Linked DNA regions of Gossypium hirsutum: region 1 is linked to region 2. A link is a contact called in public Hi-C data. All regions are on one chromosome and are shown on one strand. Each heading gives the region's core, a stretch centred on a gene start, on an enhancer-like site or on the middle of the called end of the contact. The rest is flanking DNA. Distances are from core to core; before and after follow the strand shown.

What was found. A called contact is a pair of places that touch in the nucleus more often than the background predicts.
Region 1: a contact with region 2 is called in a Hi-C map of leaf, with 2.7 times the contacts expected there. The contact joins the promoter of LOC107925968 here to the enhancer-like site in region 2. A contact is called at or near these places in 6 of 34 Hi-C or Micro-C datasets (callus and leaf).

Annotation. Positions count from the first base shown.
Region 1 is chrD04:9,956,163-9,962,186 of Gossypium_hirsutum_v2.1, forward strand. It overlaps LOC107925968 (universal stress protein A-like protein), which reads left to right and starts at 2,608. Exons shown (of 4, transcript XM_016856739.2): 1 at 2,608-3,053; 2 at 3,692-3,813; 3 at 3,984-4,102; 4 at 4,176-4,465. The coding sequence starts at 2,867. The coding sequence ends at 4,284.
Region 2 is chrD04:9,885,013-9,890,786 of Gossypium_hirsutum_v2.1, forward strand. No RefSeq gene overlaps it. Among protein-coding and RNA genes, the nearest start is that of LOC107926062, 15 kb to the left of the region's middle. Within about 2 kb of position 3,414, at least 4 of the 9 cell types and tissues checked have an H3K27ac peak or open chromatin away from gene starts, as enhancers often do. A contact at or near this core is called in leaf, where this site is marked.

The DNA of each region.
Region 1 (6,024 bases), core at 1,358-3,857, 70 kb after region 2:
TCATACCAATTTACCCCCAATTAATTCACCATCAATTATATAAACACAAATAAAACACATAATTATTTAAACACATAAATACCATATGAACTTACCTGGTCAAAACAACAAACAAGTTGTATCTTCAGGGAGTAATCGGTAATTTTGACTTTTCCCTGATTATCTCTGATTTGATCCAACTCTTGATCTAAACAATTATTTTAGACAATTCATCAATACCATAAATTTTCATATTATTCAATGAGATGTATGAACCTATACAATTTCTTTTTTAGATGCCCCTAAAATTTTACATTTTATTCAATGTAGTCTCTAAAACTGAAATAGACATAACTTTCAATTTTAAGTCTTGGTTTAAAAACCGATCTCAATTAAATTCATTATAGACTCTCTACTATCTATTATTATCAGAATTTCACATCAATATTATATTTTATTCACTTTAGTCCTTATGAACAAAACTAACAATCAAACATTACAATTTAGTCCTTTTTCATAATCTAAACTTAAAAATCTATCAATTTAACACAAATTTATTCAAGAAATCAACAATGACAAATTTCAAAAACTTTAACAGTTTTACAAATTGGTATATGGGCTAGCTAAATCTAGCTCCCATGACCTCAAAAACATAAAAATTATAAGAAAATGACTTAATTATAATACCTAATTAGTGGTCGAAACTTTGAAACTTCAAAGAGGGTTTTCTCCTTACTTGAGACGGCAAGAGGAAGGTGATGAAGATGGTGTTTAATTTTTCCACTAACTTTAATATATATAGTATAATTAAACTTAATTAACTTAATTAGTTACTAATCTCACTTAGTGCATAAATCCATCATCTCCCACTATCACTTATTATATAATGGTTTATTTATTATTTTGGATCTTTGGTTAATTGCAATCTAAGTCCCTTAGTCTTTGATCAATTAAAAACTTATAGCGATAAAACTTTTACAATTTAGTCCTTGTATCTTAATTAAATAATTAATAGACAAAATTGAAAGACCAAACTTAAATAAACTTTTACACCAACTCTGAAAATGGCATGGCACTTGCGATTTCAAGTTTGGAAAACAAGCTTTTCCATCCCAAAGACTGATACACTTCAAGATTATATGCATCGATCTTCGTTGATGGCGTCTTCTTTTTGCGCAACATTGATTAGACGGTGGACACTATAAGCTCAAGCTTGAGTTTCCAAATATATGAGTATTTAGTTGTGACATTGATCAATCGATTTTGTTTGCCATTGTAAGAACTTAGCCCCGTCGAAAATGCGGATAAAAGTGCTTAGAGATGGTTGAGAAATGGAGATTTAACTGTAGCATATCCTATAAACAATTAGCTGAAGCCTTTAAATGTTCAAGTACTTGCCCCTTTTTGTTCTCGATCATTGGAGGTCTCATGGGATTGACCATGGCCGCCCTATTGTCGACAACAAAACACCTACTTCTGCCCATTTGCGATGAAAGCCTACCAGTTCTTCTCCCTCTACTTACAAATCTAACCATTTTCCTACTAAAATCGCAAAGACAACAAATGAAAGAAAATTTTGAACTACAACAATTGAACAAGGAACTCAAGCAGTAATAAAAAAAAACTTTGAAACGACAATGTAGTTCTAGAAAAAGCTGGGAACCGATTTATAAATTTCTCAATACTCTTCATAAATGCACTGTTTTAGGATTCGAGGCCATGACCAATAACATTTGGCCACTTATGCCACATGCTTAGAACTTTAGCCAAGTAAACGTGCGGTCTTAGACTCAGTTTTCCTCCAACAAGCCTGAGTCAACCTTCGACCCTCGCTCGGTAGAGGCTTTAGCAGCAAAGGAGCTTTGCTGTTTTTAAGGATGACACTTTCTTGTTCGGGGAACACTATCTCCCAATGCTTCTCGTTGGCTAGACATATAGTTGAGATGCATGTGAAGAAACGAATCCAAAGAAGCCAAATCGTTAAACATTTTGGATGGATCTCTCTAGTCAACAGGTAAAATCGAACACAGATGTTGCGGTAAAGATTCATAGCAATAGAGCCACAGTTGACAGCACTTTTGAATACAAAAGACATTAATCTAAAAAGAAATGAACAATTCCCATCTTATTACCAACAAAAGCTATGATAGCCCACCCACTTCATTGCACGAGATATAGTTAAACCTCTTGTAGTTTAATCCAAAATCCAACAAGATTTCCATATGTAATAATAATAGTCAAAGAACTTTGGAAATTGAAAAAGCTTCAACAATAATCATGGTTATGCAGGGCTAGGTATTACATAATACAATACAAACGCAAACTAGCTCTTCTCCTTCTCCTCCTCAATGATTAATCTTGGTAAGCATTGGATATTTTATGTATATAAAAAATACAACACAAACGCACTCAATCTCGTTCCCTTCATAGAATTTGATCAAGCAAGCATAAGAAAGAATTGGGTCATAGATAATTTTTCTAATATTAAACAGAGAACCTGAGAAGGCCCAATTTTATCTAGCATCCAAGCTCCAATTTCAGCTTAACCCATTCATGAAATCCGAAACGCTGCAAAGCGACGAGAAGATTTTTATTCACCTATAATTTTTTTCAGAAAGGGCATTTCAGTATTTTTATAATTGCGTAAACAGAAATAAAAGCTCGAAAAAAGACGAAAATCTGCCGCGGTGGATTTTAACCGTAAAGGGTGCACAATAGCAATCCCATGTGATCTTTACTCATATCATACGCACCATGCGAACTGCGCACTTTCCCTTTTAACCTCCCCCGCCTTAGCATTTCTTGAAGCTAGAGACTTCGTAAAGCTTAACAGATCAGAGAGAGAACTGTTACCGAGTGAGTGACTCAGTGAGTTAGGGGTGACAAGATGGCTACAAGTGAGGCATCCGTGACTCGGATAATGGTGGCAGTGAACGAGTCAACGATCAAAGGTTACCCTCACGCTTCGATAAGTAGTAAGGGAGCTTTCGAGTGGACTCTTCAGAAGATCGTTATGTCCATCACTTCTGGTTTCAAGCTTCTCTTCCTCCATGTTCAAGTTCCCGATGAAGATGGTTTGTTTCCCTTTCAGCTCTTTTTCTTTTCTTTTCTTTTCTTTTTCCGGTTTTCTTTATGTAATGAAGTTTACGTGATGCGTTTTCTATACGCACGTGGTTGCCGTTCGCTAGGGTTTGCGGAGTGTATGATATGAGTGTGCAATTCTTGATTCGTGGCTTGAATTTCTCGAAATTACGTCGATTTGCTGGTTTATATGGTTAAGAGATTTAATTTGATGGATCATTCATTGAATCTTTTAGTTGTACTGTTTGGTTGCTATGACAATTATCTGTGTGGCTACTAATAATTGAAAGTCAAAAGGTGTTTATCGAATAATAATAATGTTAAAAGCTTACCTTTGAAAAATCATTTTCTTTTTGAAAGTACTAATCAGGCTACACCGTCAAAGTTGGATGGATAAAATAGAAATGACTCTGTTTAGAGATTGAATTTTACCCTAGCCTTTTAGATTACAATGTTCATGCACAGCAATGACATGTATAAGCTTCAAATTTAACCTTTGAGTCTGAAACATAAATTCCTATGGCAAAACTGGTTTCAACTTTCAAGTGGCAAATCATGACTGCTTCATGTTCAGCTTCGACTGTTGTAAAATCAGCCAATGCCACTAAATTTCAATTTGTTTTTCTGTAAGGTTTCGATGACATGGACAGCATATATGCCTCTCCTGAAGATTTCAAGAGCCTGAAGAGCAGGGACAGGGCTAGAGGGCTTCGTCTGCTTGAATTCTTTGTTACAAGGTGCCATGAAATTGGGGTAATGTTCATTCTTCAATAAATTATTGTTTTCAAACAAATATCTCACTTTACTCAAGGGTCGATGAGATTGGGATGGTGTTCATTCTTCAATAAATTATTGTTTTCAATGGAAAACTGCATTTTATTTGTAGTTTTTCCCTCCCCGATGATAGATTTCTCTGATTGTAGGTTGCTTGTGAAGCATGGATCAAGAAAGGTGATCCAAAGGAAGTTATCTGCCATGAAGTGAAGAGGATCCAGCCAGATCTTCTTGTTCTTGGTAGCAGAGGACTTGGTCCTTTCCAACGGTATGCTTAGTACCTGATGCCGCCTATTTTTTATTTTTGTTGATGACCTTAACTTGTGTATTTGCTTCTCCAGGGTTTTTGTCGGAACGGTGAGCGAGTTTTGCGTGAAGCATGCTGAGTGCCCTGTCGTAACAATCAAGCGTAGATTGGATGAAACTCCTCAAGACCCCGTTGATGACTAAATTTGTTTCACAGACCCCTTGATTCATTGCTCTTGGTTCTGTTAATAGACTTGAAACTCTACAACTATACCAATTCCATATATCAGTGGGGATAAGAAATGAATTGCTTTTGTTTTGGTGGAAAAAATACTATGTTGTGGATTGCATCTGTTGTTTGCAAAGAAGACTGCTATTATTAGTCTGTGTTTGCTTTAATTACTTCCAAAACCCTTTCTCGTGTTCTTTTTTCTTTATTTACTAGATTTTACTAAGATTCAAATTTTAGGGTTAAACAAGAAAAATTAAAAATTGACTAAAATTGAGGTGTGATTAAATGGATTATGAAATGCAAATTAAAAATCGTACGTGGATTAAGTATGTTTCTAGAGAAAATAATTTAGTAGCAGATTACTATAGAGGTCAAGGTTGCAGGCTTTAGACGATGTCTCAAATGAAGTTTTAGAGTTTCTACAATAAGATAAAACTAATAGTGTTTTTGCTCAATTTAATTTGATATAATTGCTATCCCTTGAGTTGAATTGTTTTTATTTAATTTATAGTTTTATGTTGCACAAATAAATATTTTAGCTAAGAGTTGCCTAAAACAGTGACTAGTGTCACGGGGCTAGAGTTTTCTCTTGCAATCCGTGTGGCCTTAGGCGATCCGTTCGTCCAAACTCGCCTAAGTGAGCCTGAACTCAAGTGAGGATTCCTTAAGAATTCCTCCAAGGCACCAAATTGAAGAGCGGAAGCGATTTATGTCAAAAGAAGTTAAACTAAAGAACAACAGAAAGAGCGCTCGCAAAGTGTTTCAGTAAATGCTCTCAATTCTCTTATTCACCAAGAATAATGAAACAACGAATGGAGTGAGTACAACTAAGGGGGAGGCTCTCTATTAATAGTTGAGCTCTCCCAAAACCGACGGTCAAGATACATTTACATCGATGGACGAGATTAGCCATATCCTTTTATTTTAGGGATTTACAAGATATGTCATATCAAATCTAATCTTTACAAGATATGATTCCCTCTATCTTCTAAGATTAGTTACCATATCAGCCTAAGTTGCCATGTTTTCATTATCGGGCCAACTAGGTTTCAATCTGACAGGCTTCTCTAATTGCTCTTTGAATCGGGCCAGTTCTTGTGAGCCAAATGATCCCCATCTGAGCAATAGACCTCCATTGGATGCATTTGGTGCGATGGTCACGAGTTTTGAACTGTGGCCCGTGACATTCTCCCCCACCCATTCTCGCAACGTCCTCGTTGTGACTTCTGAATAGCACTAACTTGATTCGCCTCGGTCTCGTCTCGATGCCTTAACCTTTCCCTTCTTTTAGGAATTTTGCCTCGGCTTACGTCGCTTCTTAACTCGAACCATCTTACTCGTTTGTACATCTCGATGACAAGAAGTTATGTCACTCTCTTGTCCACATTCTAACTTTACTCGAACAGAATCCTCGTGATTCACCACACTTAGCTTTGCTTTGCCCACAGTCTCTCGGCCTCTTTGCTCAAGAACTTCGAAAGGGCCCCTACGTTCTTGCCAAGTCAACAAGTTAGAATGCAAAACACTACATAGTGTTCGGAATGTACCTTTGCATTTACTCTGGTCAACTGCCCCACATGCATCACTTCTTTTTCCTTGAAGTCCGATGCACCACCCACCTCTCCCATAGGTGGAAGCCTTGTCGATGGCTCAGCCAACTCCGATGCTTCACTCAACTTAAGCCTCATTGGTCCCAACTTCACTATTTTCAT
Region 2 (5,774 bases), core at 2,164-4,663:
TATTTATTTAATTTGTTTTATTTAAATCTAGTGTTTTTACATAAATATAAATATTTGTTTATATAAATATTTGCTTATATTAAGTTGTTTTATTTGTTTATATAATTATTTATATTTATATTTGTCCGCTAACATGTTTTATCCAACAAATATAACCTTTGTTCATTTAATAAATTAGTTCAAGTTATTGACTCAACACCAGACAACCAACCTCTCCTTACTGGTTCGGTGACACCACATAAACGTAAACTACGACATAAGTGAGTTACGTAGTTCGTCACTAGTATTAGAATGAATTAAAAAATTATAGATTTAATCATTTTAATTGACACAACAACCATTCTAAGTTATCAAATGCTAGACAGACATTCAATAAGCCTGAGCAATTGTAATTAAAACAGAATATGCATGAATACTAAAGAACAAAGAAGAATTAAAGTACAAATAAGTCTCATGGATTTATTAATTTAATAAGCCTAAGTCGCCCCGCTTCTTTTATGTTGACTAGTTGTAGGAGCCATTTTAAATTTAACAGATTTTGAGATTTATTTGGCATTAGAATACCCCTGATTAACCTTAGTATGAATGCTTGCACATATTGTTGTCTTTCAACGACACTAGCGGAGTTGTCAATATATGAGAAATTATCTTCTAACCATTTCATCTCTATCCGAATACCAATAAACTTGTCTAACACCTTGTCTAATAGTTGGTCGCAAATTGCACTCTAATCTCCAACACCCACTACCCCCGTAACGACTGCCCTATCAACCAGTAAACCAAGTTATAATGTTATATCCTCGAGTGTAATTGTACACTCACCACACGGAAGATGGAATGTGTGTGTCTTGAGTCTCCATTTTTCCACCAAAGCGTTGATAAATGCAGACTTCAATTTAGTCCCACCGAGCATACAAGACACATGCAAGATGCCAGCCTCTTGCAAGTGTTGTTCAATAACACGCGGTGCCCTCGCACTTAAATTGTGTATATACGTCTCAATAATCAGATATTCGGTCTGATTATATAATCATAAAAATTTATAAAATTAATAATGTTAACAACTTAATAATTATATTAATTAAAATATAAAAAATAATATTTTCTTACCATTAATAATTGGACGCCGAAAATGTGTGTCATCTAAAAGAATAAGAGGCATTGAAATTTCTAAAATTATAAAAATAAAATAAAATCAAAGAAATTACAAAATATAAAATTAAGACAAGAAGAATTTGAGAAAAATTAAATGAAAAATTAAGAATAAAATAGTTGAGAGAATAGATGAACATGATTAAGAGAATTGAGAGAAAATGATTTAAATGCAAAAGAAAGAAAATGAGTTGTATATATATAGCAAATAAATTAGTCGTTAGAAATTTTTTTTCGTAAAAGATTGGAAATTAACTATTAAAAATTTTTTATCATTACAAAAAGTTGCCATTACACGAAAACGGGTCTTGCTAAATACGTTTTCTATTTCTTTCTCCAAAATTAAATTATTTTCTTAAATTAAAAAAAACTAATTTACTAATTAAATTTTAAAAGTGATATTCTTTTACTAAATAACCTCTCAAACCACCACTAATTAAAATAGAGTATATTACACATTTAAGGATCTTCAGATCCACCATTTTTAAATTATTACAACACCAACAATATTAATAAGACGGCTTTCATTTTTTCTAATAATTGAATCATTATTATTCTAATTAAACATATAAAAACAAGATTTTTAAAGTTTCGTATTTAAAAAGGTATCACATAAAATTCACTACTTAATATTAATTTTTTTTATAAAAATCCTAGAAACACTTCAATTTTTTAAAGTTATCAGTCAATTTGACGTGACGTTGTGGGCAAAAACGTGTGTGGAAAGAAAATGAAAGGTCAAATTGGCCTATCAGTCCTCAAACTATGCATAAATTAATTTTAAATTTTTAATCTTGTCAAAATAGTAGTTGTTAAATTCATTAAATAAAGTTCTATCATTTTCGTCATTTATATTATCACATGTGTAATATTATGTCAACTTGCTATTTTCACATAATACACACAAATCAAACTAATTGATTTAACAGATATTATTTGTATCAGGATTGAAATTTCAAAATTCGAAAATGATAAGAACTAAGAATGGATCAAATATACAGCTTTATACAAACTACATGACTAATAGAGGAATTTAGAGAAATGGGTTTAACTTCTACCATTTGAAGTCAAGACTATAATTGACCTTTAAAAAATATAAATACTAAAATTAACCGAATTAAAATACATCAACTAAATTTATAACCAAAAGGAAAATGGGTTTATACCTTACTCGGAAAAGTCTTCTATACCTTACCAATTAAGAAAAGTTACATTAATTGATTTCTTTTACACAACTTAAATAAGCATCCATTCATACACAACTTATCAAAAGTTTAAAAGTTCAAAAACCTAAAAAGTCCTTTTAAGTAGAGTTATCATCCAATATTAAGTATAGAAGACGCTTGGATTCGAACTCATTTTCTTGAGTCTCGATAACTCTTAAAGTGGACTCCATTAATTCAATATCAAATCTCAAAGACACACACACCAAATCAAATCAAATTCTCAAGCAAACATCTCACTAAATCCATTTTCAAGATCAAGTTTCAATAATCCTTAAAATAGACTAAATTTATCCAAGATTTAGTCTAAACAACCTTTAGATCAAAACTCCACTAAAGAAAAATTTAAAAAAAAATTTCTTTTACTGATCCTAGAAATTGTAACTAATTTTCATAAATAAAATTTCTTTTATTTGCTTATTTTTTATATCTTATTTTTAACTTGAAATTTGTATATAATAGTATTAAAAACTAAATAAATAATACGCTTTCAAAATAAAAAAAAATACATATGAAAGGCTTAAATAAACATAAGTTCAGGGGCCTAGTTAGGGGATCGTAGGGGCCTTGGTCCTTAAAATGAGATTTTTTTTATTTAGGCTATTTAAAATTTTAAATTAGTAAAAATAAAATTACACTTTATCTCTTAAAAATGATAAAAATTATAAAATCTTTTAAAAATTATAAATATATGGACTATTAAAATAATAAAATTGTATTTTTACTATTATAAAATTTAGACCTTAAAAAAAGATTTTAACTTCATCCCTACTTAAGTTATTAGTTTATAAATATATGTAAAACTGATCCTGATTTTGGTTATTAAAGTGTTAAATAAGGCTAAATTTGTTGACCCAGTGATGTCGTAATCTTATCAAAGACATATTGAAATTATTAAGAGTTAGGTCATCCATAACTTTTACGAAAAATATAAATAAAGAAAATAAAAAAAGCTTTCATGTGCATTGTCTATTTCCATTCTTTCCCATCATCATATGGTCAAGGGAAGATGGAAATTATTAACTCTTTCGACCCCACCAATACAGTGATCATTACACAAAAACTAGAAAAAATCGACGTCTACATGAAGATTTTCAATGCACTGATCATGTTGATATATGTATGTTTACATGCATGAATGTCCATGCATGAGTATATTTCTTTCGGTACTGTCGACATTAAAGTGGACTTGTTTGATGATGTACATCACTACATGCAGATGCATGTCTTCAATCTTGCCCGTACATATTGATTATCTTAGTTTTCATGCATGAAGTATCAGATTTAAATTAATAAAATTTTAATAAATATATTTTAACAATATTATTATAAGTTCTGATCATATCTGTTTTTTTAACACAATAACTAGAATTACCCATAACCCCTCCCTAACGTATAAATAAGAGTATAATGCGCTTTAACGCATTCAAACAATAAGTATATATAATATTTTTTTTATAAGAAGTAAGAGTAGGGATTGTCTGCAGATCAAATCTAATATTCATGCTAATTAAAAAATTAAACACAAATTCTTTATCATTTTATTTATAAATCTTAATGGATTATGAATGATTTAACTTTGAATGAAACAAATTTTTATTTTTTAAAAAGTAAATACGAAGTAAGATAAATGATTTTTTTAGACAATAAGTATTGAAAAGTTATAATAATTGCCTACCCATCCCGTTTTATAAAAGCAACACTTAACTTTCTATATAAAACTATTAAAATAGTAAATTATAGAAAAATCATGGATTCCTTTTTCCCTTTCACTCCTTAACCGAATTGAATATATTAAAAATAATTAGAAAAAAACAAATAAATGAATCTAACATTCATAAAAATAATAATGTTGAATCACCCACAATAAAACAAGACATACCAACTATAAAAATAGCAATAAATTTGACAAAATCCGTCCCGCTATGCTTCATCCACGTTTCTAGTCATGGAATTTGGACTTGGACAAAACAAGAACTTCCCAACTTAGGCCAGGCCCGTCGATTTAGGCCAGCCTAGCTACAACAACGATGTGAAAAGACATGAATGATAAGGCGGCAACTTTATAATAAATCGGAGATTTGGGATCTGTATGCAGATGCAGGACTCAAAGTACCATCTTCACTGACATTAAAAACATTGCCTTTATTACAAAACATAATAATAATGTAGGGCAGGTTTAATACCTAGAGGGGGCCAACACTTGTCTTGAACGTATTTAGTAGCAAGCGGAAAATCAAACCCTCCCCCACCCTCCCCTCTCCCCTCAAACCTCTAGGTAGCTCTTAACTAAGCCCTTGACAACCATTTATGTTTATTTATTCAACTTTTTAATTTTTTAGAATTACGATAAAATTTAAATAATATATAAATGTTGAAGATTTTTTTAAAATTATAATTAAATTGATATAATATATAATATTTGAGGGCTTAATTTATTATACAAATTTTTGAATTGTCATCTCACCTTTTTGTTAAACATTTAACGATACTTAAACGGAAATAAACAAAAAAACAAATTTGATTAATTAAGTGATCATTTTAAAATTTGGGTGATGAAAAAAAGGTTAAGATATACAAGGGTACTTGAATTTGACAACTTATATATAATTGGTACCTAAACTTTTTTTTGGACCTACTTGACACAGTGTTGACTAATAATAGCATGGTGAAATATGGTAGTTTTACATTTTGACTTGTGAAAAATTATTTTAATAATTTTTTTTATTTTTTTGCCATGTGTCAAAAAATATAAGGCTATTATATTTCATTATGCTATCGGTCGTCAGCACTATGTCAGCGTATTTTAATGGTATTAGTCATGTATCTAAAGAAAAGTACCAAGTTGAATTATTTCAAATTTAGGTACCAATTAAGTCAAACAAATAAATAAATAAATACAAATTACCAAATTTAGATATCTCCATATATATATATTTAAAAACCTTAAGTAGGAACTACTGTACGCACAAATTTTGAGTCAAAAGTTGACTTGAAAATTCAGAGTCAAATTTTACTTATAACTTTGTGTTTGCTCAATTGATCAAACCAAAATCACCAAGAGGGGGGTGAATTAACTTTTAAAAATTTAGGAAAGCTAGAAAGAAAAGATAAAATAAAGAACACAACAATTTAGTGTGGTTCAACCCCAATTGCCTACTCCACTACCTTAACTTTCCACAACTAAGGATTCTCCCAAATTCACTAATTTGTACAACCTTTGAGGATAAGGTTTAACCTTACAACTCTCTTAAAATTTCTACCAAAATATTAAGATATAAACTGTTTCAAAGAATTACAAAGAAGCAAACAAAGAAATAATCCTTACAATATCATAATGTTTGCCAAGTTAATTTCTATAAGTAAGAAAAGACTAAATCATAAAAGTCGCAGAAGTTA